Regions from separate parts of the Mus musculus genome. Here region 2 is linked to region 1. Evidence: chromatin contacts called from public ChIA-PET data. All regions are on one chromosome and are shown on one strand. Each heading gives the region's core, a stretch centred on a gene start, on an enhancer-like site or on the middle of the called end of the contact. The rest is flanking DNA. Distances are from core to core; before and after follow the strand shown. Region 1 has its middle 53 kb from the start of Ccdc167. Region 2 overlaps Zfand3 (zinc finger, AN1-type domain 3).

Region 1 (6,080 bases), core at 2,137-4,636:
TCTGATTCCAAGAAGAGTGGGGCTGAAGTTGGGTGAGCTGATGAGCTCTTCCTTCGAGCTGAGCCCAGCATGAAGGTTCAAGCCTGCTCCAGCAGCCCCAACACCAGCGGGTAGAGAGAGCAGGATCTGTGATGGACAGCCTTGTGAGGAACCTTTCCTGGGATTCAACTATGGTACAAGGGATAAGACAGGAGAGGACCTGGGAGTGGGGTTAAAGAGAATACTGGGATTCTGTGAGAAGAGTTGTCAAGAGTTGAAGCCCAAGTTTCTTGGTAGCTCCTGGAAGGGCCAACAGTCATGCAGAGGAGACAAAGTCACTGACTGAAAGAAATGCATTCCCAGGGACCTGCAGAACATTCTGCAGGGAAAGCCCAGAAAAGTTCAGCGGCTAGTTGAGCAACCTACTGCCTGGCAGCGACAGCTCTGTGGCTACCATCAAACTCAGGGAGGAAGGTTATAAGAGAAGACTCTTAGCAGGGGTAGCTAGCAGTGGGGAGGGATTTCCCTTCCTCTATGTCACAGCCCTCTTATATGTCTTGAGAGCGAAGCAAACCAACTGGCACACCTGCTCCTACCTGAAGGAAATGCCAGCAAAGTAGCTTTAAGCCACAAGCAAGACACCAGGCATGGTGGCACCTGCCAATCTCTATGAGCTTGAAGCCAGCCTGGTCTACATAGTGAAAGCCTGTCTAAAGAAAGAGAGAAAGACAGAAAGAGGGAGAGAGAGAGAGAAAGAAAGAAAGAAAGAAAGAAAGAAAGAAAGAAAGAAAGAAAGAAAGAAGATAGGAAGGAAGGAAGGAAGGAAGGAAGGAAGGAAGGAAGGAAAGAAGGAAGGAAGAGAAAGCAACAGGAAAACAAGCACAGAGGGGGAGGGGAAAAGGGAGGGATAGTCGGACAGACAGACTGACCAAAGTTGACCAGGATGGGCCAAAGTTCAGAAAGGCTGGGTCAGCCAAGGCAGAGTGATGCGGAGTGGGGCATTGGAGGCAGCTCCATGCTCCCAGGGTGAGAGCCCTGGAGGAGTCAGCATGAGAGAGGGACACTGGGGCAGATCACAGCAGGTCCAGTTTGTCTTGGGATGGTTTTGAGCAGGGGAGTCTCAGGCTCAGATGTGGAATGAGGAGGGTGGTTTCAGAGAGTGTGAGAGCCTGGGAGTCACTCAAGGAGCCTTGCATGGTGAAGGTGGATGGCAGAGAGCCATGACAGTATGCTGAGGCTGGACAGGACCCGGGAGGAAGGAAACAGATGGCAAAATGGACGTCCAGACAGCATTCTGTGCGGGGGCAAATGGCTATTTCACACTCTGAAAGGTCACATGGAGGGAGAGTGGGCTTAGGGAAGGAGTTTCAACTTGGAATGTGCTATGTTTGAGGCGTTCAAGACTACCCAGCCTCGGGGGCTGGAGAGATGGCTCTGCAGCTAAGAGCACTGACTGCTCTTCCAAATGTTCAAATCCCAGCAACCACATGGTGGCTCACAACCATCCATAATGAGATTTGATGCCCTCTTCTGGGGTGTCTGAAGACAGATATAGTGTACTCACATATAATAAATAAATAAATCTTTAAAGAAAAATAAAAACAAAAAAACAAAAAGAATACCCAGTCTCGATGGGCAGTGGTGGCTCACGCCTTTAATCCCAGAACTTGGGAGGCAGAGGCAGGTGGATTTCTGAGTTGGAGGCCAGCCTGGTCTACAGAGTCAGCTCAGGACAGCCAGGGCGACACAGAGTAACCCTGTCTCAAAAAAAAATTACAAACAAACAAACAAACAAAACAAAACAAAAAAACAAGAATACCCAACCTCGCTTCCAGGAGCAGTTGGAAATTCTGACCAGAGTCTATGGGCCAAGGCTGGACTCCCAGCCTCCACTGTGGCTAAAGACCCTGTGGGGACCAGAGCTGACTGGCCAGGAGAAAGAACTGGGCCTGGATCAGAAGAGGCAGTGGGAAGAACCTGATAGGGTGGCTATGTCCCTGGGAGAAGTACCGCAGTGGGAGTGGGGAGTGTGAGGTCACAGACAGGACACAGGAGGCAGCAGAGGCAGATGTGGAGCAGCTGAGAGCATCTATGAGAAGCGCTGAAGGTGCCTGTGAAGTTGGCAACAGTACGTCATGCCTACTAGACATCTTATTAATGATCCAGTTTGGCAGGAAGCAGGGGTCGTTCCATCTGAGTCATTCAAGGACAGTTTAATGAGGGTGTGGGCTGGGAGGAGAGAAACCGGCGAGGGATGCTAACTGTCCAGCTAAAGTTTAAAGAGGGGTGCCCCCTCCCCGGCATGCAATCCGTTGGAGTAGTAGCGTCCCTTAAAACTAGAAAAGATGTGGATAGACTCTGAAGGGGATCTAACAATGTGTTTATTACATTTGTGTGTGTGTGTGTGTGTGTGTGTGTGTGTGTGTGTGTGTCTGCCTCTCTGTCTGTGCCTGCCTGCCTGCCTGCCTGCCTGCTAAGACATGGGCTTGGAGGAACAAAGACAACTTTGTAGGAGTTGGTTCTGCCCTTCCATTATGTGGTTCCTGGGACTTGACTTAGGCTGTCAGGCTTGGCGACAGGTGCCTTTACCCACAAAGTTATCTCTCTGGCCCCTTGAGAGGGACTTCTGGTTTTTCAGATCCAAGAAAAATGGAGGGGAGGAATCTTTTCCTCTTAGTCTGTGTCAGGCAGGGAAGAGGGACTTACTTCAATGGTCAGGGCCAGCCACAAAGATGCAACTTGTGCTGGTTCAGGACATGGTCCTGGCAGATGCCAGCTCTCCCCAGCACATCCACCCCAGACCGGCTCTGAACCCAGTTGGTAGGGGACCAGCATTCACAAGGCTTGGGTTCAATCTGCCATACTGCACAAACTACCGGCGTGGGATTACATCTGTAGTCCCAGCATTTAGGAACTCGAGGCAAGTGAATCAGAAGTTCAAGGTCATCTTCAGCCACCTAGTGAGTTCCAGGCCTGCTTGAGACACGTGATACCCTGTCCCAATCAAGCAATCAATATCAATCAATCAAACAGTAAGATCCTAGCCCAGGTAGGATCTTACAGTGACCACAGGCAGCATCATTAGTAAGATCGGGCATCGCCAAGGCCAACACCCTGTGGTCTCTTCCTCTCAGCATCCATCTACCTGACTGCGCACCCCTCCCTGGTAAGACCTGCCCCCTCTCATCCCAAAGGGAAGACCTGTGCTTCCCTGATGGTCCCAACAGCAAAGTTCTAAGTGGCCCCAGTTCAGGTCGCCATCCCCACCCCAGAGTGAATCATTCTGCCAGCAATATGGGGATCAGAAATGGAACCGGAAGTCGGTGAAAAAGCCACCTTAGGCTCCCTCGGGGAAGTGAGAGCAGCTGCAGAGGCAAGGCTGCTGGAGTTAGAGCCACACGCACCCCCATGTTTCACTGTGAAGAGAGGTGTGAGGGGGTGGGAGGAGGGGATGTCTTCGGTTTGCTCAAGGCTGGGTGTGTGTGTCAGAAACACAGCAGAGGGAAAGGTGGTTTATCAGATAAAGATTTAAAGATACATGCCGCCAAGTCCTGAACCGGCATGACTTGAGTTCAATCTCCAGGACCTACCCGGTGGAGGGAAAGGTGACTCCCAACAGCACAGACGCACACACAAACATGAAATTTTAAATAAAATCTAAAGGACACAGAGATTTGTACTCTTCCTCATACACGTTGGGTACACGTACATGATTAAGTAAACATATGAGATCTTGTATCAGACAGGGTAGGCCAAGTTACACTGCAGTAAGGAGTCAGATCAAACCGCCAAGTTCAGTTCTGGCTCACGCTTCAGGCCCTCCTGGGCTTGGCTCATCATAAACAGCCCCAGGACCCAGGCAGGCTGTCGGAAATGCTACAGCTCACACCTGCGGGGCCGGGGCGGGAAGTGGGGGGGGAGGAGACATGATCTTGCATGCCTCTGAGACACAAAAGTAAATTCTACTGGCTAAGAATGCTGATTGGCCAGAACTGGTCACATGGCCCTTCCAACCACAGGGGTAGTCAGGAAGTGCTACCTAGAGGCTGGGAGCCCCAGCGAGTTCTCAGCAAATTGTATCAATGACTGTCATGCCTACATATAATTGGCTTATGTATGTGTACTTACATGCATGCATGCATGCACACACAGGCTCTCTCTTTTCTCTCATACACACATACACATGCACACACACAGACTCGCGCACTCACACACACACATCCCATGGTCATAGACTTATGTCAACTCCCTTTGCCCAGCCATCAATGTCGAAAGTCCCTAGCGAGGTGCCTGCTGTCATGGACACCTGCACCCACATTTTGTCCTGACTGCTGCCTTCAGCTCTTCTGCCTGGTTCTCGGGGCCCCACCATTCATCTCTGCTCTGGGTTCATTCTTCCAGTCTCCCTTCCCTGGTGGTCCTCCCCTGTGGTCCTCCCCTTCTGCCAGGAGGAGGTAAAGGGGACAGCTGTGTGTTTATGCAGTGATACTGCACCACCGACACTTGCTTCAGGTTTCTGGCTGGGGTGTTAGAATCCCCTCCCTTTCTCTTCACTTGCCTTGTGAGCTCTCTAAGCACGAGCTGGTGACAAACAGAGGGGCTGTCTCAGCTAGAAGGGCAAGGGGGTGAGACCCAGAAGATGTGGGGGTGCAAACAGAGCAGGCAGGGACAAAGAGAGCCAAGACGCAGAGTGCAGAGGCAGGGGAGACATCTCAGTGGGTAAAGTGTCTGCCGCACAGGCAGGAAGGCCCGAGCCCGAATCCCCAGCGAGCATGAACATCTCCAATCCCAGCGTTGGGCAGGGCCAGAGGCATGAGGACCAGGCTGGCCAAACTGGTGAACTTCCCAGAGAGCCAGAGAGCTTCTCTCCCAAAACCAAGTGGGGAGCAATGGGGTAACTCACCGAATACCTGGGCCCCATGCACGTGTGCACGCAAACACGACGAAGGCTGGAGAGATGGCTCAGCGGTTAAGAGCACCAACTGCTCTTCTGAAGGTTGTGAGTTCAAATCCCAGCAACCACATGATGGCTCACAACCATCCGTAATGAGATCTGACGCCCTCTTCTGGGTTGTCTGAAGACAGCTACAGTATACTTACACATAATAAATAAATAAATCTTTAAAAATAATAATAAATCATATAGTGCAGCAGAAAGACTCGGTAACGCAGACAGACAGCATGTGGGGGCCAGAGGACAACTCGAGGGAGCCAGTTTTCACGGGTTCTGCAGGCTGAACTCAAATTGTGATGCTTGCCTGCAAGCTCCTGTACCCACTGAGCCATCTCGTCAGCCCTAGGATGAACTGAAAAGTAGAGAGGAGGTGTGGCCCTTTCCAAGCAAGCAGCAGAGATTTGAGGCTGGGGGTCTGCTTGAGGCACAAGCAGGGGTTTCCTTGGAGATCTTTCTGTTGGAGGAGTCGGCTGGGGTCTGAGCTGTGTGGTACCCCAACTGCTTATGCCTCAACTCTAGGGCCTGCTTGTGTGTGACTGTCCTCTGAGCCAATCACTCACCATCTTGAGGAGTTCAGCTATACCTGCTTATAAAGGCTCATCCCAGCTGGATTTGCTGTTTGTGCCCCCCACAGGGGTTGGGGAGGGTCATGAGACCCTCGCCTGAGTATTTGGCCCGTTGTACGTAATTCTGTTCTAACTGTATGTGGCCTTGGGACAGAGCTAGAGTGTACACAGGCTAGGGAAGACTAGGGAAGTGGAACTTGAACAATTAGTGCTGCTGTGGGAAGTCGGCCCGCAGTTCCTGATGGGTAAAGACTTTCTGGTGTGGCATCTTAGGGAGGGGAGGTCCCTGTTAGTAACCCCTCAAGTATGCTCTGGAAGGAACCTAGTAAACTCCTTGGCTTTCCCGGAGTGAACTTTGGGGGAACTGTGCCTCAGCTTGTTATTAGACCTTCAGAGGAGTGGCGATCTCCCTGTGGGAAGGAATTTTAATAGTGCTCTAGCCAGATGGTTGTAGGGAGAAGTAAGACAGACAGGAAGCAGACCCTATTCTGTATGGGAGCAAAGGAATGCCAGGCTGGAAAGGGAAGCAAATCTCTGCCTCTCCAGAACCCAGGCCTAAGCAAAAACCCAAGCTGTTCCTG
Region 2 (5,226 bases), core at 2,569-5,068, 430 kb before region 1:
TGAAGTGTCTGAGTGCTCTGTGTGCCCATGTGCTGCACACCTCCCCCAAAGAGAACAGCACGGAGGCAGAGATTCTCATTCCATTCTTATAGGATTCAATGAAGACAGACAATAAATAACTTTATCTAACAGACAACTCACTAAAAACAAGAGAATGACTTCTAGCATAAAGGGACACAATGCTAACAAAGCCCCCCCCCCCCAATCACTGACTGAAATGGACATGTGTGTGAGCCAACAGATTTATTTTTCTACTGCTGTGATCAATCCAAGCATCTGCTCACAGATTCCCACAGAGCCACATAAGGACAGCATGTGAGGCTGTGGGGTCACAGATGACCTGGGTGGATGGACAGTGGAGAAGTCACTTCAACACAGCCTCCACTCCTGCCCGCTTCCCATCACCACACTAGTATGTTGGTCAGTTACTCAAAATTCAACAGAAAATTAACCCTGGTACAACAGCTCGGCTCTAGGGAAGAACGATTTAATCGAAGCAAGAGCATTAACATAAATCTGGCCCCTTAACTTGTAAATCTAGATAGAGCCTCCCTCTCTTCCTGGATTAATCTGTAGCTTGGCAGGGCAAGTACAGAGAAGCATGTCGCCCCATGTATTAATGACAAGGACTCACAAGCCGTCCTGTGTTAACTCAGCTCCCCCTCTCGAGGGCCAGGACTGACCCAGACCAAGAGGACGCTGGCCTGAGTGGAGGGAGCACCCAGGAGGAAGAGGCTTGTTGGGCCTTGCAAAACTCCAAGGGCAGCTGTCAGAAGTCGGGGGTCAGTCCATATGACTTGTCTGCCACCCCCACACAGCCCAGATCCAGCCTGTCAGACAGTAGGGGAGTCTGAGAACCCAAGCTCCAAGGAAACCAAGACTGGGAGGAGAGGATGAGAAGAATGCCTCACTCACAGGTGTGGAGGGGGCTGTTGGGAGCCAGCGCCTGGGTCTTCTGAGTGCTCCAGTGACCCACTAACACAATCACCTTTTTTGTTTCTGTCTCTGAACTCTGCTGTGTGAAGTCCATCTCAGCAGAGCTGAGGTGTGCTAAGTCAGTCAGCAAGGGGTGCAGCTTCTCAGCTAACCCAGCCCAGCCCTCTCAAGGCCCTCCTGGTCCTGTCCCAGGGACTTGGCTCCCCCGCAGCCTGGCTCTGAGTCTCACAGACTGAAGAGCTGCAGTGCCAACAACACCCAGCACCGTGAGAGCCAACAACCCAAGACCATAGCAAACAGACAGGCTGAGGCTGGGAGGTGGTGCACACCTTTAATCCCAGCACTGGAGAGGCATCGGCAAGTGGATCTCTGAGTTTGAGGCTACACTGGTCAACAGAACTAGTTCCAAAGCTATGCGAGAGAAATCCTGTCTTGTGCCCCATCCCCAAAAGATGCTCAGAGAAACCAGTTTCCACTGCTGTTATCGCAGGGTGGTGTTCTGTCTCCTGCTGGCAAACAAGACGAGAAGCTGAAGTGGCTGCCTTGTTGGAATCTGTCTCCAGGACCTGTGTTGTGTGACCTCATCCAGACTTTGGCCTGCTTAAGTAACGGTACTTTCCAGAATTAGACACAAACTTCACTGATACTCATCTAGGAGAAAAGATGGCACTGAAATCTCAGCTAACAAGGAATTATGTTCCAGGGTTGGGCCATCGTCCAGCAAAAGCAGCGACAGGCTCAAGGGGTGAACAGTGTTTACTGCTCGTCTGCTTGGTATTTGTGGTCTAGAAATTCTGGGGCTGAGCAGAGGAGGAAAGAAACTACTACATCCTGTGGCTGAAGAGCACCAAGACGCATGGAGGGGAAAACAGCTTCAGGTCACAGGAAGCAAAGAAGAAACCTGCTGCACATAACTCAATACACTCAGGCCATGTGTCCTAAACCAGGGGCACCCAGGGCACCGAAACACACAAAGAATTCACGAAGACAGGCTGGGTCCTAGGTGGACAGCAGGGCAGGACAGGGTGGCAGGGAGGTGCACTGATGCTGAAGTCTCCAGCTGAGGGCAGGAAAGGACACTGCACAGGCAGTCAACAGACACAGTAAGCACTACAGTCCACAGGGAAATCCAGGCGGTGACGCTGTGGTATGGAAAACCTACCTACAAGCCACACACAGCTTCCCTGCTGAGCCCTGTGCACATCTCCCACACTCTCTTGGACACACTCCTTAAACACAAGCACTAGCTCTTGCCAGGGTGAAGGCAGCGGTGGGAAATTAACCCTTAAATTGTACTTAATGCTGAAAAGACAATTTCAGCCGAAGACTGAAGAAAAGCCTGGGTGCAGGAGGTGCAGTAGGTGGACCAAGGGCAAGTGTGTGCTCAGCATTTAACCTACGGCCCTCTCTGTGCATCTACCCGACAAGAGGAGAAAAGAATGGAAGGAAGGCCCACAGCCCCAGGAAGCGTGACTGTGTTCACAGGTGACATGCCACGCGTGTGCAGCATCTTAGGAAGGTGGCACTAACAGGAGCTAGAGAGGCTGCAAAAAAAAAACTACTGTGCTTCCCGAGGGAACAACAATCTAACAAGAGGTACTGGGGATTCTAAGCACAGTACCATCAGAAATTCAAAGTACTTTGGGACAGCTGCACAGAAGACACACTCTGAGAACTATAAAACAGGGCTGAGTAAGTGTAAGACCTAAGTGAACAGAGAGAGGCTTGTGCTTGACGTCTGGAAACGCTTAGGGCAGCAACTCCAAGCCTTCACTATCAGGCTCAAAAGCAGGAGCTGCTGCAGGGTGGGAGTGTGCAGCCTCAGGTCTGTGTGTGTGTGTCTGTGTGTGTGTGTACATGTGCGTGCGTAAAGTGAGTGATGTTTGAAAGGTGAAGCGACAGTTCACCAGGATATCTGCAGAGTGAAGGCCCATGGAGAAAATGCTCAGTGTGTGCAAGAAGAAGAGAGTTACCACTGGGTGGACAGGCACTCGCTAGGACAGCTGGAGAGGAGCAGCCCAGTGCTGAAGGTTGCCAAGAGCACGGAGAAGCAGTGCCGGCGACCTGTGACCTGGCACAGCCGGGAAAGCTGCTGGTGCTGGCTAGTGTCAGACGCTCACTTACCACTCAACACTCCACCTAAAGATTTCTAGGTAGCACTCACTGCAGCTGGTAAACACGGCCTACCCTCTCAATGTGGCATTCTCAGAGGAAGACTGACTGATAGCAACACAGACGACTCGCAGAGCCTGCCATGTGGCACAGACCTAAGACTACACACTATGAATCCACGAACTCTAAAATTCTAGAAAAATCAAAACTGCCAAAGAAAGCAGGTCCGTGGTTGGCTAGCCCTGGGCAGGGGGTGAATGTGCTGGAGGGGCTGAGTCCTTCTAGAAGGGCGGACTAAAAAGCCACCGGTAAAGACTACACAACCTCAATGAATTTACCTCAACTTTCTGAACTGCAAAACGGAGAATTTTATGGAATGGAAAATGTTATTGTATATTCATTTTTAAATTTTTTAAATTCTGGACAAAGAATTAACCAAAATTGTTTATTACTAGATCAAATCTATAAAATATCAGTAATGTATATGTCAGAATATCGCCATTTGTCTATAAACAGTCTGGGCTCTGGTAGGAGCTAAGGCGGCGGCAGCTACACACAGTCACTGAGGTGAGATCAGGTGTCTGGTATATGATGAATGCAGCCTCTGCCACGGGCTGTTTGGCTTGGGCAGGGCAGCACCCACACCTGTGCTGTGCCCACATGGCCCTGGCCAGGCACCCAGGCAGGCTGGACCTCTGGAGGGGAGCAGGTCTGACACTTCGTTAGCTGTGACAGACAAGCAGCACAGGGACTCGGCAGCTGTTTGGTTTTAGCCCAGAGCTCTTCTTGCACAGGAAGGGGAAGTGGCCATTTTGTATGAGCCGGCACAGTGAGGGGGGAGTGCGACTTCTCTCACCTAAGCTAATTCCCACCAGAGGATAGTTTTTCCCTTTTGGGAGTGTGGACAAGACTCACCTTCCTCTTGAGCCATGGGTAGCACACATCCTAGTGTTACCTCAGGAGTAGGGGAAACGTGGGCCTTCATTACCAGACTCAAAAGCAGGAGGCCTGCAGAGTGGGTCTCTCCATTGCCATCAGCCAGTTAGTTCCGGCTGTGTGCTTGACTTAAAAAAAGAAGTCAGATCATGTTGCCCACTGACGGTGCTTGCCCTGAGCTAACATCCGACCTCCTCAACCGAGAACGGGCAGCCTCTTCTTTCTACTAGACCTGATGCCAGTTCTACCCAGCTGCAACCCCCCCCCCACAACAAACACTGCCCAAGTGTTCACCTTTCCTCCATCTAAGCCATACCCATCCTTAAGGCCTGAAGGGCAGAAGCCAGTCCAGCCTTCCAGGTGGGATGAAGCCCTCCCGCCCATCCTCTCAAGGCATCTTGTAACTTGCTAACGACTCCAGTGCTGGCTTGTCTGGCGACAGGCTGTTCCGTGTGTGCGTGCCTTCCTGTCAGGCCCAGCATAGGACCCCTCCTACAACCCTTGCAGAAGTAGCTGGTTTTGGAGTGGGGGGAGGAAGGGAAACACAGGGACACATCCTGTTATGCTCCCACTCCTCCCTCAACTCCTCAATGGAGACAGGAGCGGGGCTGAAAGAACTTCAATTGGCCAAATGTGGAACAATGTGAGTAATGGAAAACATTATCTATAGCACTGACTCATGAGTCAGGGGAGGGAGGGAGGGAGGGAGGGAGGGAGGGAGGGAGGGAGGGAGGGATCCATGGCAACTACAGGTTTAAAAAAAAAAAAGGTGTCTCTACTCAAAGAATGCCAGTGCCAAACAGAAACTGTGGAATCAAATCATTCTGAACTGTCACATGAGACTGGTTCAGGCAAGAGTCATAACTAGATGCCAAACCTCAAGGACATCATTTGCTTTTTTGGGACAGGGTCTCCCTATGTAGCCTTGGCTGTCCTGGAATTCTCTGTATAGACCAGATTAGCAAACTCCAAGATCTCCTGCCTCTGTCTCCAAAGTGCAGGGATTAACAGCATAAGCCACGGTGCCCAGCCTCTCGGGAGGCTTTGATGAAAGCATGGACAATACTGCCAAAGTATGCCGCACGCACAACCGCGTGCACTAGCGGAGGTGGAGAGTCGAGTGTGCACACGAATCAAACCGCATCAACAGCGAGAGACTGGAGAGCACTGAGCCTTCCAGAGTGAAGCTCCAGGACAGCTCATAGCACAACGGACAGCAGCTGAGAGAGAGTGCACAAGTGA

What was found. ChIA-PET counts read pairs in DNA pulled down with a chosen protein or histone mark.
Region 2: an RNA polymerase II ChIA-PET map of memory CD8 T cells shows a contact between it and region 1, with 10 read pairs. The contact joins two enhancer-like sites. A contact is called at or near these places in 2 of 484 Hi-C or Micro-C datasets (both in embryonic stem cells) and 1 of 115 datasets of contacts at active chromatin or transcription factors (memory CD8 T cells).

The regions. Positions count from the first base shown.
Region 1 is chr17:29,767,162-29,773,241 of GRCm38.p6, reverse strand. No RefSeq gene overlaps it. Among named protein-coding and RNA genes, the nearest start is that of Ccdc167, 53 kb to the right of the region's middle. Within about 2 kb of position 3,386, at least 83 of the 459 cell types and tissues checked have an H3K27ac peak or open chromatin away from gene starts, as enhancers often do. A contact at or near this core is called in memory CD8 T cells, where this site is marked.
Region 2 is chr17:30,196,418-30,201,643 of GRCm38.p6, reverse strand. All of the region lies in intron 5 of Zfand3 (zinc finger, AN1-type domain 3), which reads right to left. Among named protein-coding and RNA genes, the nearest start is that of Zfand3, 190 kb to the right of the region's middle. Within about 2 kb of position 3,818, at least 107 of the 459 cell types and tissues checked have an H3K27ac peak or open chromatin away from gene starts, as enhancers often do. A contact at or near this core is called in memory CD8 T cells, where this site is marked.